Linked DNA regions of Sus scrofa: region 2 is linked to region 1. Evidence: chromatin contacts called from public Hi-C data. All regions are on one chromosome and are shown on one strand. Each heading gives the region's core, a stretch centred on a gene start, on an enhancer-like site or on the middle of the called end of the contact. The rest is flanking DNA. Distances are from core to core; before and after follow the strand shown.

What was found. A called contact is a pair of places that touch in the nucleus more often than the background predicts.
Region 2: a contact with region 1 is called in a Hi-C map of embryonic fibroblasts, with 2.0 times the contacts expected there. The contact joins two enhancer-like sites. A contact is called at or near these places in 2 of 47 Hi-C or Micro-C datasets (embryonic fibroblasts and fetal skeletal muscle).

The regions. Positions count from the first base shown.
Region 1 is chr14:63,591,284-63,597,215 of Sscrofa11.1, reverse strand. It overlaps ANK3 (ankyrin-3), which reads left to right. Exons shown (of 47, transcript XM_005671012.3): 10 at 2,376-2,573; 11 at 5,095-5,193. Among named protein-coding and RNA genes, the nearest start is that of ANK3, 210 kb to the left of the region's middle. Within about 2 kb of position 3,480, at least 15 of the 83 cell types and tissues checked have an H3K27ac peak or open chromatin away from gene starts, as enhancers often do. A contact at or near this core is called in embryonic fibroblasts, where this site is marked.
Region 2 is chr14:64,122,451-64,128,382 of Sscrofa11.1, reverse strand. The region is part of intron 5 of LOC110256822; the gene reads left to right. Among named protein-coding and RNA genes, the nearest start is that of CDK1, 110 kb to the left of the region's middle. Within about 2 kb of position 3,627, at least 2 of the 83 cell types and tissues checked have an H3K27ac peak or open chromatin away from gene starts, as enhancers often do. A contact at or near this core is called in embryonic fibroblasts, where this site is marked.

The DNA of each region.
Region 1 (5,932 bases), core at 2,231-4,730:
AGCCTCCTTTCACGTCCTAGAATACACTAAGTTTATTCTCATTTCCTGTTCCCCCAGACTGAGTTTTCTCCATTTGTCCCAGATCTCTACAGTTTTCACACATTTCCCAACTCAAATGTTATCTTCTCAGACAGGCCTTCTTACTTTCTTTCCTTGTTTGCTGCCCCTTCAGTGCAATGAAAAAAAGAGCTTTGCCTTATACAATGCAGATCCTGGCACATAGGAGACCCTCCCTGAATAGTCATTGAATGACTTCCCTCTTTCTGAGCTTAAAAAACCCTTCATACTGGATCCATAGTTTCAGCTTGATAAAGATGCTGTATGTGATAAGACCCCTCCTCAAGAATGTATGACCTTTACTTTCTTTTTTTAATTATTTTTATTAAAGTATAGTTGATTTATGTGTCAATTTTTACTTTTTCCTTGTCCTTCCCTAATGACCTATAAGTTCCCCACTCATATATGGTTGTTCTATGTTTCCTTAGAGAATTTCCTTCATTTATTGTCACTGCTTCCCATCTCTACTCTCCACTAAGTCATTTGTTCTCTCAGATTTTGTTGCTTTGTTTACTTCGTATTTTCTCCCAAGAATGTATCCAAACATAAAGCAGAGGAATGTTTTGGCAGGAAATAAATGAGTGCATATGCTCGTGGGTGGGAGAATCTCAAATGAGACTGTCCTCATCCTTTGTTGCACCTTCCTTTCTACTTTGGTTCATAATGTTTGAGTGGAATTTTTTAGGCAGAAATATCCTGATTGACTGACAGTATATGAGGGCTTTACATTTACATAGATATTTATGGAGCTCTTTCTATTTATGCATGGATCTCAGCTCTTTGCTGGGGCAATTTGGGGAAAGTAGAACCCATGAACTTTTTGCTTTCGAGTAACACAGATAGTTGAAATATGTGACATGGTGCGTGAGTGATGCCATGACAGCAGCTAAAGGAAGGCTTGTTTTTGTTTTTGTTTTTTCCTTATCTTGAAGTCCTGTTTTATGTCATTCATGAATAAATTAGGAGAATTTAACTTGGCCCAGAAGATTCAGAAATACCGAGTCTGTCCATGCATTTTTTTCTTTTTACAGTTGCATCTACGGAATATGGAAGTTCCTGGGCTAGGGGTCGAATTAGAGCTACAGCTACAGGCCTATGCCACAGCCACAACACCAGATCTGAGCCACATCTGTGACCTATGCCATAGCCTATGGCAATGCGGGATTCTTAAGCCACTGAGCAAGGCCAGGGAACGAACCTGCATCCTTACAGATACTCTGTCAGGTTCTTAACCTGCTGAGCCACTATGGGAACTCCCATTAGTGTGTATTTAATAAATCACTATTTTGATAGTCCACTGATGACAGTTCTTTCGGAAACTGAATTTTCACTCCCCCCACCTCAAGCATAGGTTAAACTAGTTTACAGTAATTAATAGAGCCTCTCTTGATAATTGGATTCTCTAGGAACTCCCCAGATTTCTCCATGTTGCCTCCACATTGAAAGGGTACCTGAAGGGACTGACATCTTCTACCTTGTTTTTGCCTTCCTTAGGAAACGTGTGTTGAATGCTAAATGTTACTCTAGCCTTTTTAAAGGTTTTTTTTTAACCTTTGGCCCCACTCATGCTCTCAAAATGATTGTTTTACTTATTCTTACTGCATTTGATGACCTGTCACTGAGCCCAGTTGACTTTAACTGAGGCCAGCCTTAGTTGAGTTCATCAAAGCCTTGCCTTTCCTCATCATAGACACATGGGGGCACTAGATTGATAGAAAAGGGAAAAGTTTTCCTTTCTATGGTGATAGATGATGAAATGTGTTATATTCAGAACTTTTTTAAAAGTGATCAATAGAGTATTCAATTCCAAGTGGTGGTAACACGGACAAGATAAAAACCAGTCTAGTGAACACCCATCTGTTGCCGCCTTTATTTTATCCTTTCAGTCTTAAATATTAAGAATTCCAGTTTATTGGGAATATAGTAAATAATGGACCTTAGTGGACTTCGCGGTCTTTTTAAATCAAAGAAAGAAGTTGTCTTTGAAATTTTGTTTTCCATTGATAGAAGAAGTGGGAAGACGAGTTTGAAAAGTAGCCATAGATGGAAACACTTGTCACAAAACCTTTTCAAAAGATGGAGTCCCCTAATAGCTTGGTGGGTTGAGGACTAGGCATTGCTACTGCTGTGGCACAGGTTGGATCCCTGACCTGGGAACTTCCACATTCTGTGGGCATGGCCAGAAAAGGGAAAGAAAAAAAAGGTATTTTCATGTTGAAAATCTAGGGTTTTCTTACATTCGTATTTGTACCATGTTGTATGGCACATCCGTGTTTGGAAGGTAAAACAATAAACTCTGTTTTTCTTCTGATTTCTAGAATGGATTGTCTCCACTGCACATGGCTACACAAGGGGATCATTTAAACTGCGTCCAGCTTCTCCTCCAGCATAACGTGCCTGTGGATGACGTCACCAATGACTATCTGACCGCCCTGCACGTGGCTGCCCACTGTGGCCATTACAAAGTCGCCAAGGTTCTCTTGGACAAAAAAGCTAACCCCAATGCCAAAGCCCTGGTGAGTGGCTCAACTAACAAGTCCAGCCTATGTCATCTTGCTGACCACAGGCTACCTACTGTTGCATGGGAAGGGATTCCTTTTCAGGAGGTGAACGCAGAAAATCTAGTTCAGTAAAGTGTCCTTCTGGTCAACCTTCAAATAGCCTTTAGGGAAATAGCGTGGCTGGTGAGGCTAAATCATTAACCATAATGTCACGCTCCTGATTTTCTTATGTAAATGAAGCCCAAAGACTGTTCAAGTGTAAAACTATGGAGGCAGTCACCTTATCTTCTGGTAGGTAAATCTATCACTCTGTGAATTAAAAGTTTTTTCTGAGATCTAAAAATATGAGGCAAAATAACCAAAAATCTTTATCTTGAACATGAGAGGTCTAGGAATTTGTGAGCTGAAATTTGATGGTACATTAACCATGTAAGTTAATGAAATAGTACCTGTCCTCTCTTTTTCCTTATAATACAAAGTTGGGTCTGGTTTGTAGTCTTTTTTTTTTTTTTTTTTTTTTTTTAACAGCCACGCATGCAGCATATAGAAGTTTCCAAGCTAGGGGTCAAATCTGAGCTGCTGTGGCTATGCCACAGCCACATCAGATCCGATGGTTTGTATTCTTAATTCCTACAATGAGTTGCTGTTTTAATCCTCAGCTGTACTACATAGTTTGATTTTCATAATGAGATGGTGTTTGTTGTCTTTAGAAAAATAAATGGCTGCAATTTAGTGGGCTCTTTGGATTCAGTTCAGTATAAGCACCCACGTAAACATAGGTTTACATGGAAAAAAATATGTCCCCAAGTGCTAGGGAAAATGTGTGTGTGTTTACTAACAATTTGGCAGTATAGGCTGTCATGTGATCAAGCCTTTTAGGAAGGGTCTCTGCTCCCCTGCAGCTGATGGGGTCACCCTAGCAGCATGGGTCCCCAGTGCCCTTGGGGCTCCGAGGGCTCTGAGAATTGGAGTGGGAAGGAGAGGGAGGGCAGAGAGGAGCACTGAAGACCCTAGGAAGCTTCCACTGAAATTCTAAAAGCTTTTCCCAGAGTAGCATTTCAAGAGCTGTTGATCAGCCTGGAATATCAGACATAGATTGGATCCTGACTTGAAAGGAGGAAAAGAAATGAACAGTCATGACTCATTTTTCCATGCAAGAAAGAAAGCCTTAAAACAGGGTGTGGGCTGTCAACTTCATTTCCCGCTGACTCTGAAGATTTCACAACCTTAGGAGGTCATGGAGGTTGTATGTAGCTGGTCATCTGGAATGGACTATGGCCTGGCAAATGGTCTTAAAACAGCCACAGAAGAACCTGCAGTAACTTTGACCTAAGCTTTCATAGTGGACCCTGTTGTTCTATAGTTGTCCGTGGCAACTCAAATAGGCTCCATGGTCTCAGTTAGCAGGCAATCCAATTTGGTAGATAATTTGTTTAAAAGCAGATTCTTTTATTGGGTGAAATATTCAACCCAATAATCCAAATAGTGTTGAGTTATTTAACTTTCTGTTTCCTTGACATAAGCAACTACTTCACACTTAGAAAAAAAAAAATCTTTTTTTTTTTCTTTTTAGGGTTGTACCTATGGCATATGGAGCTTCCCAGGCTAAGGACTGAATCAGAGCTGTAGCTGCTGGCCTACACCACAGTCACAGCAACGTGAGATCCGAGCCATGTCTGTGACCTACAACACAGCTCATGGCAATGCTGGATCCTTAACCCACTGAACAGGGCCAGGGATCAAACCTGCATCCTCATGGATGCTAGTCAGATTCATTTCCACTGAGCCACGATGGGAACGCCTAGAAAAAATCTTAACTGTCAATCTTTTTTTTCTCTTCTTTCTTTTTAGGGCCACACTATCGGCACATGAAAGTTCCCAGGCTAGGGGTCGAATTGGAGCTGCAGCTGCCGGCCAACACCACGGCCACAGCAAAGCGAGATCCCCAACCCAAAAGAGGATAGAGTAAAGAGGCCAGGGATTGAACCCACATTCTCATGGATAATAGATTTGTTTCCACTGCACCACAATGGGAACTCCTTAAGTGTCCATCTTAAGAAGTTAATCGTAACACTTGGAAGAAATCACAGTATTTAAGCTCTGATTGAATAGTTGTCCTAAAATGCAGCAGAGAAGTCAGAATAGGCATTGGTGAAGTTTTGGCGGTGAGAGCAAAAGTTTGGCCCAGCTGTTTTTAGTCTGTGTTTGAAAGGAACTAGAGGAAGGACCAATTATTTCAGAGTGAATTCCAGAATAAAATAGTCTAAGAAAATGCACGGCCTTTTGCTTTAGCTACCAGGAGATTGTCACCAACGTTTGCCTCCTGTTTGTGATTAGCAGGGCACCTTGGGTTCCTGGGAGCAGGTAGGCCATCTCTGCTTCCAAACAAGAATCAACATTTGGTTTAAATCCTCGTCGTTTCTGCTCATTTCCAGTTCTTGGCCGAACCTTACTTTAGCAAATCGATTTTACCGTGTCCAGTGGAAGAGGATCTTGGTGGAATGTAATGGAACCCGCATATCTTTTTCTCTTGCAGAATGGCTTTACCCCTCTTCATATCGCCTGCAAGAAAAACCGAATTAAAGTCATGGAACTCCTACTGAAACACGGTGCATCCATCCAAGCCGTAACCGAGGTGAGAAGTGGAGGGTTTCTGAGGTTCCCCATGTGCTGGGAAGATAGCCTCACCAGCCACAAACTGACAAACTAGTTTTGCTGTCTGTGGTTGTCAGACTACTTTCTGAACCCTTTGCCTAAGGGGCCATCCGTCCTAAGGAGGGCAGATAAGTCGGGGCGAGAGAGTACAAACACATCTTCTTGTGACTAGAAGTATAACCTAGACCTGTATGCCATGATCAAGGGATAGTTTATGTGAGAAAAAGCATAATTTTTATGAAATCCTGTAATGCAGTGCTTCTCAAATCCTGTAATGCTGTATTTGGGAGTGGCATTTGGCCATGTCTGAAAATATTCTAGTTGCACAACTGGATGGTGCTACTGGCATCTAGTGGATGGAAGCCAGAGACGCTACTGACCATTTTATGGTGTGCAGTCCAGCCTCCCACAACTGGCTCAGAAGGTCACACATGCCAGTTAAGAAACTCTATATAACATAACCTCCGTGTGTTTGTGAAGCGGGGACTGCGCTGGGGAAAAGCCCAGAATTAAGGCAACACGGGGTTGCCCAGGTTAGTAAAGGACTAGCTGTGGGTTTCTTTTGTGCACACTGACAGGGAACTCAGCAAAGTGATCCACCGGGATCAGGGCTGAGCTGGTACCACAGCAAACCGAGCCTGGCCTCCACCCTCCACACTCACCCCTCCCCCACCTACCCCCAAACACCCTGGTCCCAATGGACTCTAATCATTGGCACT
Region 2 (5,932 bases), core at 2,378-4,877, 530 kb before region 1:
GATCTGCCCAGCCCTTTGGTGATGTTGGGTGCAGGGGGCATGTGTATATCTTGCTTTTGGGCAGTTGGGTTTTTAGTTATTTTGTATCTTATTGCCCATAATTTGCCCATTTGCCCCCAACTGCTATGTACCCAGTTCTTTTTAGTCCCTTATAGTTTCTTTGTATTTTGTTGCTCGAGGAGATGTTTGTCCAGGTGTAAGCACCACAGCCACTGCAGCAGAGTCTCAGGTCCCAGCCCGTCTCACCTTGTGCCATCTTGATTCCATTGCAGCCTTCGGCTTCTCTGGTACTCCTGCGGATATTCCTCTTTCATCTTTGTAGCCACGTAGGAGAAAAGCAAAGAGGGAGGATAACCTGGACAATGCAGAGGGAAAGAAATTGAGAGCGGCTCTCAGAAGCAAATTAGAGTTTATTTGATGCTTTGTCCTTAAAATCTTTATTTTCATGGTGAACACTTGTGGGAGAGGTAGACTTTTCAAAGTTTTCATAGAAGAGGTCAAATTTAAAGATAGACCTCACCTCACAAAGGTAATATGAGTTAGTTCCTTAAGAAATTTTTTTACTGCAATGTTCACTTTATTGGGATATTTGCTTAATGCAGTCATCTGGGACCGAACCTACAATATCATGTCTCTGTTACTTCAGGGAAGGGGAAAATGGATGTTGGAGCATAAAACCAACAAGTGGAAAGCCCCTGAAGGGTTTAAAACCAGGAGCAACATGATGCTTTATAAAAAATAACTCTAGCTCCTGGAGGAAAATGGCTAATGAGGGGGTAAGAGTGAAGCAGGGAGTCCATCCGGGAACCAGTTGCAGAGGTTCTGAAGCTAGATAGCGGGCCTGCACTAGGTGAGTGGCAGTGGTGACAGAAGTGGGTGGCTCTGGGTGTATGTCAGAGTTCACATCTACAGGTCTTGGTAACAAAGGAGGTGTGAGGGAAGGGGAGGAATCAAGAATGAAATTCAAGTTTCTTGGTTGAGCAATTCAGAGGATGGTGGTGCAAATCCCAGAAGTGAATGAGACCAGCCAGGGAGTGAGCTTGGAGAGAAAATGAGGAGGATGGTTTTTGGTTTTGGTTTTTTATTTTGGCCACCCCACGACATATGGATTTCCTGGGCCAGGGATCACATCTGAGCCACAGTTGCAACCTATGCCTCAGCTGCAGCAATGCAGGATCCTTAACCCACTGTGCCAGGCTAGGGATCGAACCTGCATCTTAGTGCTACAGAGATGCGGCTGATCCTGTTGCACCACAGCAGAAACTCCAGGAGGTTGGTTTTGAGTATGTTAAAGTGGAGATATGTATGGAAGGTGTTGAGTAAGCAGTTGACTATACATTACAGGAGTTCAGAAAGGAGGTCAGAATCTTTCATTGTGTTTGTAGCCATAGAGATTTTTTTCTTTTTTTATGGCTGCATCTTGAAGTTTCTGGGCCAGGTTTCGAACCTGCGCCTCTGCAGTGATCCAAACTGCTGCAGTCGGATTCTTAACCCACTGCTCACAGTGGCAACTCCCTCCTTAGAGATGTTTAAAACCACCCAGAGAAAGAGTAGCGAGAGGGGAGTGTCGTTGACATAAAGCAACTGAGTGTGGAAGGAGCTATTGATAGGAGATGAGAAGGCGTGGCCAAGGAAAACCTAGGATGAGGTGTCGTGAAACTTGGGAAGACGGGGCTTTCTGATGGAGGGCGTCAGTTATCCAAGGCTGCTCAGAGGCTAAGTTAGATTATGCCAAAGGAGGATCCATCACATTTGGAAACTTGGAGGTCATTGGTGCCCTTGATAAGGTTTCTATAGAGTAGAGAGGGTGAAAGCCAGATGGAAATGGGTTCAAGTGTGAGTGGGGACCCAGCAGCACCCGAGCAGTGTATATAGAGAGAGTATAAGTCTCCGAAAAACTAAGAGTTCGTCACCACAGGAAAATGAAAACCCTCAGCAGGGAATCGGGAGAGGCAGGATGGAGCCCATCAAATGGGTTTAAGCTGCTGCCTGCCAGAAAGCAGCTGAAGGATAGCTTTGTGAACAAACCAACAACTCAAGTTATTGAACACTCACCTTCCTTGCCCACAGTTGTCGGGGGGACGTGGTTATGAGGAAGCTGGTTCAGAAAAGTGCCCTTCTCTGCTTGTAGCTCATAAGTGGCATCCATTCAATCAGGGCCTGAAAGAAGAAACACCTGTTTGATGTGAATGTGGTGATATACCAAGTCTGATCATTTAGACTGCTTCTCAGAACCAAGAGGTCACAAGCCAAAAATTGCCGGCTCTCAGAGCTCCAGCCATCTCTTTTGTCTGAAGAGGGTTTTTTGGTTTGTTTGTTTGTTGTCTTGTTTATAATTTTTCTTTTATTAAGAGTTGTTTTACAGTGTTCTGCCAATTTCTGCTGTACAGCAAAGTGATCCAGTCATACATATACATTCTTTTTCTCATATTATCTTCCATTATGTTCTCTCATAAGAGATTGGATATAGTTCCCTCTGCTATACAGCAGAACCCCATTGGTTATCCATTCTAAATAAAATGTTTTGCATCTACCAACCCCAAACTCCCCTTCCATCTTACTCCCTCCCCCGGCAACATTTTTTTTTAAAGAATCTTAGGGAGTTCCCATTGTGGCTCAGTGGAAACAAATCTGACTAGTATCCATGAGGATGTGGGTTCGATCCCTGGTCTTGCTCAGTGGGTTTAAGGATCTGGCGTTGCCACGAGCTGTGGTGTAGGTTGCAGACACAGCTCAAATTCCGAGTTACTGTGACTGTGGTGTAGGCCAGTGGCTGCAGCTGGGATTCGACACCTAGCATGAGAAACTGTATGCTATAAGTGCAGCCCTAAAAAAAAAAAAAAAACAAACTCAGAATTTTCCTGATGGTAATGAGCTGAGCCTGGCTGATGTGCACCTGCTTGAAACTGGTTTTTTTTTGCATTGAAAGAGACATTCTACGGTGTCCTTTCCACCCTTCTCCTGTCCAGCAGGAATGAATAATATCCCTGTGATTAAGAAGTTCCTGGCACCTGGCAGCAAGAAGGGCCCACCCCCTGATGCCAGTGATGTGAAAATGACCCATCAGATGTTGCTGTTGTAAAGCTGGTGCTTATTTATATCTGTGAGTTGGTCGGCCTCTGTAGATGGCTGGGTCCCTTAAGTACTATAATCAATGCCACACTACAGTGGTCCCCAGACCTAGGAATAGTTATTTCTGAAGTAGTTCTTAACATTTCAGGGGCACCTTCTCTCCCCAGAGTCTCAATTTCTCATCAGGAGTACTTGGGAGAGAAGGCAGGCCAGACTTTAAATTCCAACCCTCCCCCTGCCCCCCCTCCCCCCAATCTGATGAGTTATTTCTGGCTCCTCTGGTTATTTCCTGCTGTGGAGAAGAGTGAGGCCTTAGGTTCCTGCAGCTTCCTTCTTCTTCTTCTTAGAAAGTAAAATAGGGTTGTTTGGAATAAGCCAAAGAGTGGGATTTTATACATGTAGTGGTCTTCAGAGTGTGACCCCCAAACCAACAGCATCAAAGCCACCTGGGAATTTACTGGATAAGCAGTTTTTTTCTTGCTAATCCAGAGCAGCTCTATCCAGAGTGTGTGTGTGTCCTGGGTGGTTCCTGCGGTTTAACATACTCTCCAGGTCTGTTGTAAGCTAATGATGGAAAAATGCTGTCTTAACCAAAAGGGGAAAGAGACTCAGGGCCATTCCAGAATAGGGGAAATGAATATCAACTGCTGGGGGTAGAGTCAACGATGTTGCATGGCAATGCACACGAACAGGCTCTGAACCTCCCCTCTGAAGTGCTGGAGAGGGCCTGGCCCTGTGCTCAGTGGGAAGGAATAAAGGGAAAGAGGAGTCACGGTGAGACTGTGAGTTGCAGTGGTAGAAGTGGAGACAGCTTGAGGAGGAAACAAGTCAGGTTATGAGGAGAACAGAAAAATGACGGGGTTGTAAAGTATAAATATATAAAGACACTTCCAGAAGATGACCCTGCATCCTACATCTTAGACCTTGATGTGTCTTTAGAGATTGAGACTTTTAATACTTATGACATTTGTATCATTTCACTTCTCTGGTTTCTTTTTTCAGTGCTCAAAAGGTGGTAAGAGTTGTCCTGTCCAACAAAAATTGCTTTGAACATGTTAATGTTGTATTTAATTCACCAACACCTTAAACATATTTTTTTGCTTGTATTTGTAGTTGAGAACATTCTTGTTTGACTGTGAGGAGGGGACCTCTCTACATCCTCTTGGGAGGAAAGGGGAACTCCTTTCTGTCTCTAACATCTGGCTCATCCCTGGAGTGGGGTGGTTCTTCTCCCTCTCCTCAGCTGTGATGGATGGTAACCACACGCCTGCCCTATTTCCATGCATGTGGCTGGATCTGTACCCCACTCCCACTGCATAACATAGGAAAATGTAGGTTTTTCTCTCCCTCCCCTTCCTTCCCTCCCCCCTTCTCCCCTCCTCTTTCTAGTCCTCCCCTCTCCCCCTCCTCCCTTCCTCCTGCCCTTGGAGGGGAGGTCAGGAAGGGATAGATTACCTAATAGCATTTTCAAAGTATATAGGTATGGAAATTAGATCATTAAAGATCTCAATAACTTGTCCAAGAAAATATAAATTGGCAAATAGAAAGTTAAAATATTTTAAAAATGAACGCTGAATCACCTATACCTTATCACTTTTATTTTTCCTTTTTTCTTTTTTGTCTTTTTAGAGCCACACCCGTGGCATATGGAAGTTCCCAGGCTAAGGGTTGAATCAGAACTGCAGCTGCTGGCCTACACTACAGCCACAGCAATGCAGGATCTGAGCTGCGTCTGTGACCTACACCACAGCTCAGGGTAACGTGGATCCTTAACTCACTGAGCAATCCACATCCTTATGGATACTAGTTGGGTTTGTTTTTGCTGAGCCATTGTGGGAATTCCTATTTTTTCTTTTTATGGCCGTACCTGTGGCATATGGACATTCCTGGGCTATGGGGCAGATTGGAGCTGGAGCTGAGGCCTACACCACAGCCACAACACCACCACACTTGCGACCTATGCCACAGCTTGCGGCAGTGCTGGATCCTTAACCCACTGAGCGAGGCCAGGGGTTGAACCCATATCCTCAGAGAGACAATATCGGGTTCTTAACCTGATGAGCCACAACAGGAACCCCTTAACTATGCTTTAATTAGAAAAAAAGATAAACAATTTAAAAAGTGAATTTTGATTTAACACCTAGAAATCCAAACCCTAGCTAATAGCATAAGTGAAGAACATGCATTTAAAAATATATCGGTAAATTCCCTTGTTGGTACAGCTGGTTAAGAATCCAGCATTGTCACTGCACGGCCAAAAAAAAAAAAAAAAATGCATAAATAAACTTGCTTCTTGGTTAAAATAACAGAGTGCTTGTACATTTCCATGTCTTAGTATGAGACGTGTTGTTGCATCATCGCTCTGCTGCCTTTGATTGGCTGAGTGTAACTCAGAGCATATGTATCGCTTCCTGTGCAACCTATGTGGTTTACCTTCTTCTGATTTTTCCATATGAAAATTTTTATCCAGTAATAAAATTGGGAAGAAATTGGGGTACGTTTGCCAGCTTTAACAAGTAAGAATACAGAATACCTAGTTAAATTCGAAATCAGATAAACTATGACTTGGATATTTTTTTGTGGTTGTGTTTTTTGTTTTTTGGCCACACCCACAGCAGGTGAAAGTTTCTGGGCCAGGGATCAAACCTGCACCGCAGCAACAAGCCAAGACATAGCAGTCACAATGTAGGATCTTTAATGTGCTGAGCCCCAATCCTTGCTTTTGTTTTTAGTTTAAGTATGTCCTGTGGAATATTTGGGACACTTTTTTTTTTTTTTTTTGTCTTTTGTCCTTTTAGGATCGCACCTGTGGCATATGGAGGTTCCCAGGCTAGGGGTCTAATCGGAGCTGTTGCAGCTG